Regions from separate parts of the Mus musculus genome. Here regions 1 and 3 are each linked to region 2. A link is a contact called in public Hi-C and targeted proximity ligation data. All regions are on one chromosome and are shown on one strand. The core of a region is the stretch at or near the end of the contact, and the rest is flanking DNA. Distances in the headings are between cores, read along the strand shown.

What was found. Hi-C and Micro-C count contacts between places; a contact is called where the count stands out from the background.
Region 1: a contact with region 2 is called in a Hi-C map of bone marrow-derived macrophages, with 39 read pairs. A contact is called at or near these places in 13 of 39 promoter capture datasets (the C10 cell line, the HPC-7 cell line, the SN4741 cell line and 9 more), 15 of 484 Hi-C or Micro-C datasets (the AML12 cell line, CD8 T cells, DN3 thymocytes and 9 more), 15 of 130 datasets of targeted methods (the NIH/3T3 cell line, bone marrow-derived macrophages, double positive thymocytes and 9 more) and 4 of 9 other capture datasets (adipose tissue, liver, macrophages and 1 more).
Region 3: a contact with region 2 is called in a targeted proximity ligation map of pancreatic cancer cells. A contact is called at or near these places in 5 of 39 promoter capture datasets (the C10 cell line, cranial neural crest, hematopoietic stem and progenitor cells and 2 more), 3 of 130 datasets of targeted methods (embryonic stem cells, memory CD8 T cells and pancreatic cancer cells) and 2 of 9 other capture datasets (liver and pancreatic islet).

The regions. Positions count from the first base shown.
Region 1 is chr19:10,676,035-10,679,409 of GRCm38.p6, forward strand. Pga5 (pepsinogen 5, group I) reads right to left here and starts at 2,037. Exons shown (of 9, transcript NM_021453.4): 1 at 1,885-2,037; 2 at 591-750. The coding sequence starts at 1,937.
Region 2 is chr19:10,816,491-10,819,992 of GRCm38.p6, forward strand. The region is part of intron 1 of Cd6 (CD6 antigen); the gene reads right to left. Among named protein-coding and RNA genes, the nearest start is that of Cd6, 12 kb to the right of the region's middle.
Region 3 is chr19:10,984,795-10,988,314 of GRCm38.p6, forward strand. It overlaps Ms4a15 (membrane-spanning 4-domains, subfamily A, member 15), which reads right to left. Exons shown (of 7, transcript NM_001034898.2): 2 at 1-50. Among named protein-coding and RNA genes, the nearest start is that of Ms4a15, 6.7 kb to the right of the region's middle.

The DNA.
Region 1 (3,375 bases), core at 787-3,286, 140 kb before region 2:
AGAACAAAAGTCTGGGTACTCAGTGACTTCCATGGCATAGAACAGGCTGTCTGTGTGGTAGTAACTGGCCATTGCTTGATTCAACCAGCCAGCGCAGCTCCAGATCGGGTAGTGGATAAGGAACAACGGGCGACACAGGTCCCTGTTCCTCACCCATTAAATGTTTTTTCTTTCATGTAAGTGTGTGTGTGTGTGTGTGTGTGTGGTGTATGTGTGTTGTGTATGTGCAGGTGCAAATAGAGGCCGGAGGAGGACACTGGACGTCCTGATCTGTAGCTCCACCTTATTCTTTTGAGATAGGATCTCTCACTGAGCATGGAGCCGGGCTGGCCGGCTACAAACCCCAGCTACTCTCCTGTTTCTGCTCCCACAGCTGAGGTCAGAGGTGTGTGTGGCTACACCCAGCTTGTATTTTATGCGAATGCTAGGGATTTGAACTACTCTTAACTGCTGAGCCATCTCAGTCCCTGCTCCCTACCCTTTCTGACTTTAGGAACCCCAGCCCTCATTCAGTATTCTTCAGAGGGGCCACAGGGCTGGGCAAGAGCCCTAAGGGGATGCTCGAGAGGCCCAGCTCCCGTCACACTCACGTCTAGGTAGTTCCTCATAGGCTCATAAGTTACGGCTGGGTTCCGGCGCTGCTCAAGAAGCACGTGGGCACGGCTTCGAGGGTACTTCTCCAGGTAATCCTTCAGCACTTGGCTTTCCCGCAGGTTTTCACGCATGGACTTAATCTTCATCAGAGGGATTCTTTAAACGAGCATCCAGAAGGAAATTAAGTGAGAGACAGCCAAGAGGCAACCAGAGGAACCACACCTTGCATTGTAATTGCGAGGTGAGTTTTCCAAAGAAGACAATTACTGGGAAGGGCCACCGAACACAATGAGAAGACAATGGCAGGGTTTCCAGTCCAGGCTCTGTTATTCGCTCTCGAGCAAGCCATGGGACCGTTCTGAACTGTTTAGCTTCCCTTTCTGTAAAGAAGATGGGACAATAACCCGCTTCAGGTTGACGGCTTGGGGTGAGGGTGGGGGTGATGGGTGATGGGTGGGGAACACTTGCTGTCTGTCCCAACACTCCTGCCAGTGTATTGTCCTTCTCAAAGTAGCCTGGAAGGAAGGATGGAAAATGAGACATTCTACCCCAACCCCACTTTCCTTGCCACTCAGCTCTGGTCACCATGATGGTTACCATCAAAGCTAGACCTATGAAATACCCCACCCACCCACCCACACACACACACACACGTTGACTTTCCTTATATATACAGGTTCTTATGCATCCTAGGCTGGCAAGAAACTTGATATATAACTGAGGATAACCTTACATTTTTTTTTATCATCTCGTCTCCACCTCCATTGCACGCAGGTGGAAACAGCCTTCAGACCTGCCTTGTTTCAATCAGAAGTGAGGAAGGAGAGAAAAAAGGGAAGTGTCAGGGAGTTAACGTGGCTAATGATGAGGTCTGAGCCCAAAGAGAGATAGAGGTCTGTGGACACTGAGACTCTCAGAGAGGTGGAGGAGGGATCTATAGGGATGGACGGATGGACAGACAGACAGACATTCTGAGAGAGACCTAAAAGACAGTGTAGCAGCTATACCCCTACAGATGCACAAGTTGTACACGTAAGGATTTTGGTAAGAGACACCCACACAGCCCATGATGTGACTTCTGCTGCTGCACACTAGCCCCAAGACTTCTGGGCCTTCCAGTGTTCTTGGCAAGCTATCACTGATGAATGGACACCTGGAGGTTATGAAGGCCACTGGGGATTTCATTTCCTCCTTCACCATGGGATGGGCAGGGGATGAGAGGGTCAGACAGTTTTACAGGAGAGAAAAAGAGGCCAGGAAGACCGCTGATAGCTGTCGGTTTGTACTTACTTGACCAAGCACTCTGAGAGGGCCACAAGCCCAAGGACCCAGAGCCACTTCATGATCCCTTCTCAGGCTTAAGGTGCTAGGGAGAAGTTCTGGGCCTGAAGCTGTGTGGAGAACTGCTTATTAAGTTCGTCTGGCCTGCTCTAATCAGACCCTGGAGGGCCACTAATGGGGCCTGATAAGAAATGCAAACTTGCCCTGATAACATCTTTACCCTCGTCAGGAGAGGAAAGGGCTAAAAATTCTCAGAATCTAGGGAGTTTTCGTGGCTGAGAAGGTAGCACCAAGTCACCTGATTTCACAGAGTGGAGAGACTCTTGCTATCTTGGTGATAAAGACACTGTGGATAAAGTGACAAAGGTAAGTGCCAGGTGCCTCTCTGCTGGTCAGATCCCACCAGCTCCTCACTGGCCTGTCCTCATTAGAGAGTGGGTTGCTGGCAGGAACAGAAGGCCGAGTCTGACAACCTGAGTTTGATAGCCAGGGCCAAGTTTAACCTCCATACACCTCTGTGGTAGAGGCACCCACCCACCCACATCAAACAAACAAACACATAAATACAACAGTAAATGTAAAATGTATCCATGATAAGTGGAAGACTTTTAAAAAGTTTATTTTTCTTTAAAAACCAAAAGAAGATAGGCAGCTAGTCCTTGCCTTCGTAGAGTGACCGAGGAGGCAAAGTGGGTTGTAGTCTGGGTGGCCATGGTGGGCATGATGCCATATTATCTTACCACAAGGGGGCAGTCTTGAGTCAGCTCTGACCTGCCAGTGCCAGGCTGGAAGGAAGCCAAGATGCCAAGTTGGCCACATTTTTGAGAGAAGTCAGAGCCTGGATTTTTTTTTTTTTTTATGTAAAATTCCTGCTCTTTAAATGTTAGCAGCTGGGGTATTATGATGCATGCACTTTGGTTTTCACACACTGTTCCTGGCTCCTAAGTTGCTCCCTGCAAATGAGAAGACACTTCATCCCAGAGTGTGCAACAGGGACACCATGAAGAATCTTGGACTCCTGTGGGGAGAAGAGTATTAGTCTGTATTTTATGCTGTAGTGCCAGTTTAAGGAGGTAAACATATGTATCCCAGGCCAAAGGCTCCCAGAGGTGTTTTTCTGACAAAATGCTTAGAAGAATATTTATTTGCTCGTCTGGATGGGCAGACAAATCAGGGTCCTATCAGGGGAGCTGTAATAGGGTGCTGGGGACAGCATACAATGACAGGGACTGCCTGCAGTAGGCAGAGATGGAGACATCTCAGAAACCCATAGCAGCTCCTTGTAGAAAAGGATGGCGTCTGGGACCCTGAGAAACAGGAGACACATCCCTCCAGGGGACCTGCTATCTGAAATAAGGGACTGCCTGAAGTAGGCTAGGATGGAGACATCTCAGTAGCCCATGGCAGCTCTTTGTAAAAAACAGTTGTTCCATTTCTTCTAACATTAGCCCTAGACAATGGCTATATAGATTTTATTTGTGTGTGACTGCTTTTCAGTTG
Region 2 (3,502 bases), core at 976-3,475:
CAGGGAGAAACCAAACATGTCATACACATCTTATACACAGAGCCTGCCCTTTAATGTGTGTGTGTGTGTGTGTGTGTGTGTGTGTGTGTGTGTGTGTATGTGTATGAAGTTGTGATATGGGTACTCTATGAGACTAGATAGGAAACCATTAGAAGGGAAAGAAGGGTTGAGACGTGTGAGGTTAAAGTCACATGACAGACAAGTGGAAAGACAGCTATTGGTTCGAGGCAGGGGCTGGCTGGTGGGAGAAGCCAGGATAAAAATAGCAACAAACTATTCTCTCTCTCTCTCTCTCTCTCTCTCTCTCTCTCTCTCTCTCTCTCTCTCTGTTTTTCAAGACAGGATTTCTCTGTGTAGCCCTGCTTGTCCTGGAACTCACTCTGTAGACCAGGCTGGCCTCAAACTCAGAAATCTGCCTGCCTCTGCCTCCCAAGTGCTGGGATTAGAGATGTGCACCACCACTGCCTGGCCCAACAAACTATTTTTCAAGTGCCATATTAAGGGACTGGGGAGATGACTGTGTGGTTAAGAGAACTTGCTGTTCTTGAAGATAACTTGGGTTTGGCTCCCAGCATCCTCATGAGAGCTCAGAATCATCAAGAGCTCGAGTTCCAGGAGCTCCAGTGTCTTTTTCTATCCTCAGAGAGCACCACACATGCACATACATATATCCAGGCAAACATTCACACACATAAAATAAAAATAAGTAAAAATTTTCAAATGCCATAATGAAGTTTAGTTATTTTGAAGCTAACAACAAAAAAGTAGGTATTATTCTAACCCACAAAAGTGCCATAATTATGTTCTTTTAAATTTTGGTATATGCATGTGTGTAATACTTTTTACCATCACAATTAAGTGTTAGAATCTAAACTTCTAAACCCCAGAATGTAGCCTTATTTAAAAATAAAGTGTTTGTAGAGTTCTTCAACTTAAAATGAGACCTGTGGGATCAGGTCTTAAGTCAATATTACTGTTGTCTTCATAAAACCACACAGATGTAGTGCCCAGGGGAAAAAACTAAGTTAAGGTGAAGGCAGAGAGCAGAGTAGTATTTTGCTGTTTGTTTTCTGAAACAAGGTGTCATGCAGCCAGTCCAAGCTGACCTTGAACTCAATGGAACTGAGAATGGCCTTGAACTCTTAATCCTCCAGAGCCTCTACTTCCTGAGTGCTAGGGTGACAGTGTACTCCACCATGCCTCGTGCTGGGCATCAATTCTAAGACTTACTGCTAGCAAAGCAGGTCTACCACATTGCTCCAGCCCCAGCCTGGGAGGAATGCTTTTACAGGCCAAGGGAGCACCCAAGATGGACACCAACTTGCAGGAGCTAGGAGACCTGGAACACACGCTCCCTCACAGACCTTTGTAAGAACCCCAGCAGCTGACATCTTGACCCTGGGCCTTAATTCAAACCTCCAGGGCTGTGTGGAATTAATTATCTCTTATTTATTTCACACCTTGCCTTTGGGACTTTGTCACTTAGCCCTAGGACACTAAATCACCCACCTCTACACTCGTTTCTGCAACAGAAATTCAGCAGCAGCTCAGAGGGAGAAGGCTAGAATTCTAGAGAATTCTAGAAGAGGAAACAGGAATCAGAAAGATGGAGGGAGATGCCTTCCTTTACTTCTGGATGTTTGTAGGGTCTATAAGCAATCAAGTTCTTCTAAAGCCTTGGTTTTGTGACTTTGTTGATATGGCCAGAGCTTAAACAGCCTCACAGATGTTGGTGACTAAATATTATCTCTAGAGGACTAAAGGGAGTCACAGGGTCTGTCACAGCCCCAGAGTTGAGGGGCTGGGTACAACTCATTTTACCTGAGAGAGGGTGGGGACTTTCTCAAGTTCACAGTGGAAGGGATAGAGTTTAGAGTTGTTGGCAGACCCCAGTGGATCACGTGCTCCCGGTCACTTCACAAAAGCTGCTCAGAAACCGCCTGTGCCTACTTATTAGCACTCCCACCCGTGTGCTAACCGGCCAAGTGTTCTCTGAGAATTAACAAATGCCTTCTTCGAGGACAAAGGCGAGCTGCGTGAAGGTGCTGGGTGAGACTTCTGGTCTCTTGCTATACTTTTTAAAATGTGTTGTTACAAGTGTTTTACAATAAGGATGACTAATGTTTACATTGCTTCTGAAGTTTCACTAGAACTGGGCGGGAGTGGGCAGAGCTGGTAGAAGAGGCCAGCTACTGTGGCCGGCTTCTTAAGTGCCCGCCAATCCTTTCCACGGTTCCGTTTCTCTATTATGAAAGTGGAAGCAGGAGAAGCTGGAGGTGGGCTGAGGAGTAAGAGGGCGTGGCTACCAGCACCGACTATAAACTGTACTCCCGCCCCTCACAGCACAAGCCCCTCCCCACCATCCCATTTGCCTCCATCCTTGACTGCTCCCACTAATTAGTGAAACTTTCCCCACAGCAACCTTGGTTCCGAAGATAAAAGATTAGACAGCACTGAACTGCATAGTAAACAACGGACACTCTTTCTCTTTTTCCATTCCTTCAAGAAAAGTCTGAGGTGGTCTAGGTGGCTCAGCTGGCAAAGGTACTTGCTGCCACGCCTGACAACCTGCATATAATCCTTTAATCCCCAGAACCCAGGAGGTGGAGGGAGAGAACTGTCTCCAGCAAGTTGTTCTCTGACTTCCATACATATACGGTGGTTTGCTAACACGCAAACACACGTGAACACACACACACACACACACACACACACACACTGCGCTGCAGCTATTCTGTGTGCCTGGAATAATGTCTTCCCTGATGCCAGTATCCACAGATATGGGTGTTACCCAGAATTCTGCTCAGATGGCCTTGGCGCTCTCACATGCATCTCTAATCCAGGCTGCTTTATCACTTTTCCTGTGTGTATTATCTTCTGAAATAATATCATTGAAAAATGTGCTTATTTAGCTTTTTCCCATAGCTTCTGTAGCTTAAAAAGGGATTCAACTCTCAATACTGGAGTCCCAAGTGGAAGGAAAATGCCCCACAGTGGCAGAGTTGCTGAGCCAAACTCTTAACATCTGAGGCAGGACAAGATGGCAGCCATCAGAGGCTTCCCTGAGGGCAGATGTCAGTCTTGGTTTCATTCCTACCAGCTTTCTATGCACCAAGCCAATCAGATCTCACCCATTGAGGCAGCTAAGAAAAGCAGATGAGTAGTGATAGATAAAGAAGGGAGTTCTAAGATCCCAGACTAGCAGCCATAATTATAACTGATTTGGGCAAGGTTATCTATGTTATGACAAGTTGGGAAAGGTTTATGGGAATAAGAATACTTACATGCTTCTGTGTCCATTCTCAAAAAATATCTCCCTAGAAAGTGCATATTAATCCCAGAGAAGAAAGAGAAAGTTCTAATAGAGCAGCCCAGCAGAAAGTGATCAGTTAGGCCAGCAGCGATGGGACAGTCCATCCCATGTGCTTCCTGAAAAGAGATGCTAAGATGTATACACATCAACCTATGACATCCCTGCCCAACGAGGCATGACTCAAATGTC
Region 3 (3,520 bases), core at 52-2,551, 170 kb after region 2:
ACATGGAGGTGGGCAGAATGGCTGGAGGTGGGCGGAGGCCGCTGGCGTTGCTGGGCGGGATGACAACGAACACACCATTGCTGGCAGGAGGTGCAGACATCGTGTTCAGAGAGCCTGGGGGACGAAGGCTCAGGAGATAACAAGGCAGTAGTGGTGGTCACACATATGTTTAAGGCTGTCGACTAAATGGTGTATCTCCCAGCTTTTGCTTACTGAGGTCACAGTAGAACCCAAATTCTCAGCTACAGCTGGGGTTAGAGAAGAGACTACAGAAACGAAGTGGGTTCTTAGACTTTTTGGACTCTTGACTCTGATCTTGATTTCTCCTACATTGCATGGAAGGACTTTTATTTCAATGCTGGGCGTGGAACCCAGCCTGCACCTGAGGCAAGCCCATCACCATTGCTGAGCCACATCCCCAGCCCAAGTGGAACCTTGGAAAAAAGCTTCTATTTGAACATCCTTCTTTCCCTAGAGAGGGTGAATGATGGTTCAAGAACACACAGCTCGGGAAGGTGGAGCTTAGCTGAAGTACCATTTTATCAAGGAAAGAGAAGGACCAGGCAAGACGTACCTCTTCCCTCCCTCCTCTAGGCCTACATCTGTTAACTGTGGATACCTAACTACCCTGGGGCAACATCCTGCTCTCTTTGACTACCCAAGGAATAACCACTATTGTAGCCAAGATAAATAAGGATTATGAAAATCTTAGGTGTGGCTGGTCTGGGAAACTCTCTAGGGAACATTGACCAGTTAGCTAGATGTCAGGTGGTAGCTTCCCAGGGTGCTGCAGTCACTAATCTAGTGGATTATATGACATTAAACAGCCATCTGCCTTGCTGGTTTTCACATGTGGTGAAGAACCCAGCAGTCCAAGTCACAGCTCCATGACAGAAGCCAGGATTTGAACCCTGGCCCATGTAGTCACTGTGAGACAAGGGGCTAGATGGTAACCTCTTCCTGCTTTACTTTTTGGACAAAAATGTAGGGGGAAGGCCACAGAACCGATCACATTATAGGCCTGGTAAAGGCCACAGTTTACACAGTAAACTGTTGTAGCATCTTCATCTGAAGTATTTTTTTTAAAACACATCATCTATCCAGCACACAAACATGTATTTACTCATGGCTTGTAGGACTGTGGTTTGTGTTCATGAGTCATTACAGCTGCAAGGTCACACAGCCTGTGAGAACCAAGCTCTGCTGTGCTCCAAGTTACTCCATATTGTGTTAAAGAGTGGCTTTGGGCTGTGCCTTGCCCTGGGCGACTGCCTTTGAGAGGCAGCATTTGGCCCTCCTGTGAGTTCCAACAGTGAGTCATGATGACTCTGTCTCACTGTGTGCACAAGAACCACCACCTGCCCAGCACCACCCACAGGGCACAGACAATTTACTCCTAAGGATGAAAAGTACCACTTGGACCTATGAAGGAGACGCCTGGCACCGCAGTCGGGATGGCCCCATTGACCTGGCATCTGATCATCCAATGTGTGTGTCATGGGACCAACAGGCGGACTGTCCGGCTCCAGCTCAGCTTGGTTTCCACCGACTGGTGGAAAACCAGTCTGTGTCTTTGTCTGAACCAGCCCTGCACTTCTCTATGGTCCTGCATTTCCGTAGCACCCCTCAGCTCTGCAATCCTGTGCCTTCAGCTCTCCAACTGGGGTCCTTAATATCTTATCTAACCAATGAAGTGATGCAGTGCCCATTTGTGTCTCTAGTAGCTCTCTGCCTCTGGTAAGGTCTCTTTAAACTGTGCTGTGATCTCTGTACTTTTGAGGTTATTCTTTAATACACACACACACACACACACACACACACACACACACACACTGAGGTGTATAAGGTGTGATCTGAGAGTTAACACTAATACTTAAGATCAGAATAAAAACACACATGTTAGTCAGCAGTCAGCTATTAAGGGGAAATTGGAAGTATTTGGCTTGAAAATTTATTGTTAGTCAATAAATTCTGGCACTGTGGACAACACAAATATACCCATCTTTGTTTCTGGAATAGCAGGCTCTTGACATAGTCCATTTCCTGTGTTCAGTAGATGAACATCTTTATGCTAGATATTTGCTCTGTGATGAGCCTGATTCGTCTTGGTGAGTGTAAAACACAAGGGTCCGGTTGGACCTGCCCTTGAGATGCATAGTGAGTCTCCACAAAGGATGAAGTAGGGTTCCAGTGGTTGGAGTACCTCCAAGGGAATGGCAGTGGAGGCATGGGGTGAAATTGGCTGTCATGAGCATTTTCTGTCCACTGTAGGTGATTAATAAATGTTTCATAAGTTGGGGAGACAGTTTAGCAGGTAAAGTGCTTGCTGTATAGGCATGAGGACTGACCTGAGTTGGAGTCCCAGAAACCCATGTAAAAAGTTGGGTGTGGGCTCGAACTTGTAAGCCTAGTGCCGGGGAATCCTTGGGGCTCTCTGGCCTGCCAGCCCAGCCTACTTGGTGAGCTCCAGACCAATGAGTTCCAGATTCTCTCTCAAAGAAACAAAGTAGTTGTCCCCTGAAGAGTGACATGCAGAGTGGACCTCTGACCTCCACACACATGCACATGCCTGGGTACCCCCAGCAGAGAGGCAGGACTCTGCACGACACATGCACACAATTGCACATATATGAACATGCACATACATGTACACACACACCCATGCATGCACATACATGCAAAAGAAGAGCATGTTTCAGGTAAATAGTGTTATTGAACGACAATCCCATGCAGAGGGTGGCAGAAGTTGTTTGATATCTTTAAGGACTTTCTAATGTTTCTTCCAGCCAAAGGTGTGATATCAAGAGCATCTAAAAATGGTGTTCTTACTTCCCACAAGGTGGAGCTCAGTTGGGGCTCTGGTTTCCAGGCCCTCACACTGAAATGATTCTTAGCAGACATGAGTACTGCTTAAGTCAGCACTGGCAAACCTTCCCTGCAGAGACTCAGCTAGCAAAGGTTTTGGGTGTTGATCAAGTAGTTCCTGTTTTAAGTAGGAGATGCCCCTTGTAGTGTGAACTAGACATGGGCAATGAATGCATACATAAAAGGTGGGACTGTGTTTCAGTAAAGCTTTATTGACATGGACAGATGGCTTGGATCCAGTTGGTGAGCTGGAGTTTTCCAAGTTCAACCTCAGAACACTGCCTGGACCATAATACATGTTGATTAGAATTTCCTTGTTGCTTTAGATGTCAATTACACTAATTGCTATGATTTGGAGTAAGAAGGAAAATAAAATAAGCTTCCAGATATTTCTATACAATGAAGGTAAATGTGGCTATGATGGCTTTGGCTAGAGTTTGGGTCTTGAATGTCTTTCAAAGGCCCACATGTTAGTTAGACAAAGGCTTGATAGACTCAGGATGCTATGACTGACAGGTGACAGAACCTTGTATTACTTTTCTTATTCCTGTGACCAAATACCCTAAATATGCATGTGAAAGCAAGTTGGGTTTATTTTGACTTAGCACTCAAGGGAACACTGTCCATCCATCACGTCAGGGACTGAATAAGTCCA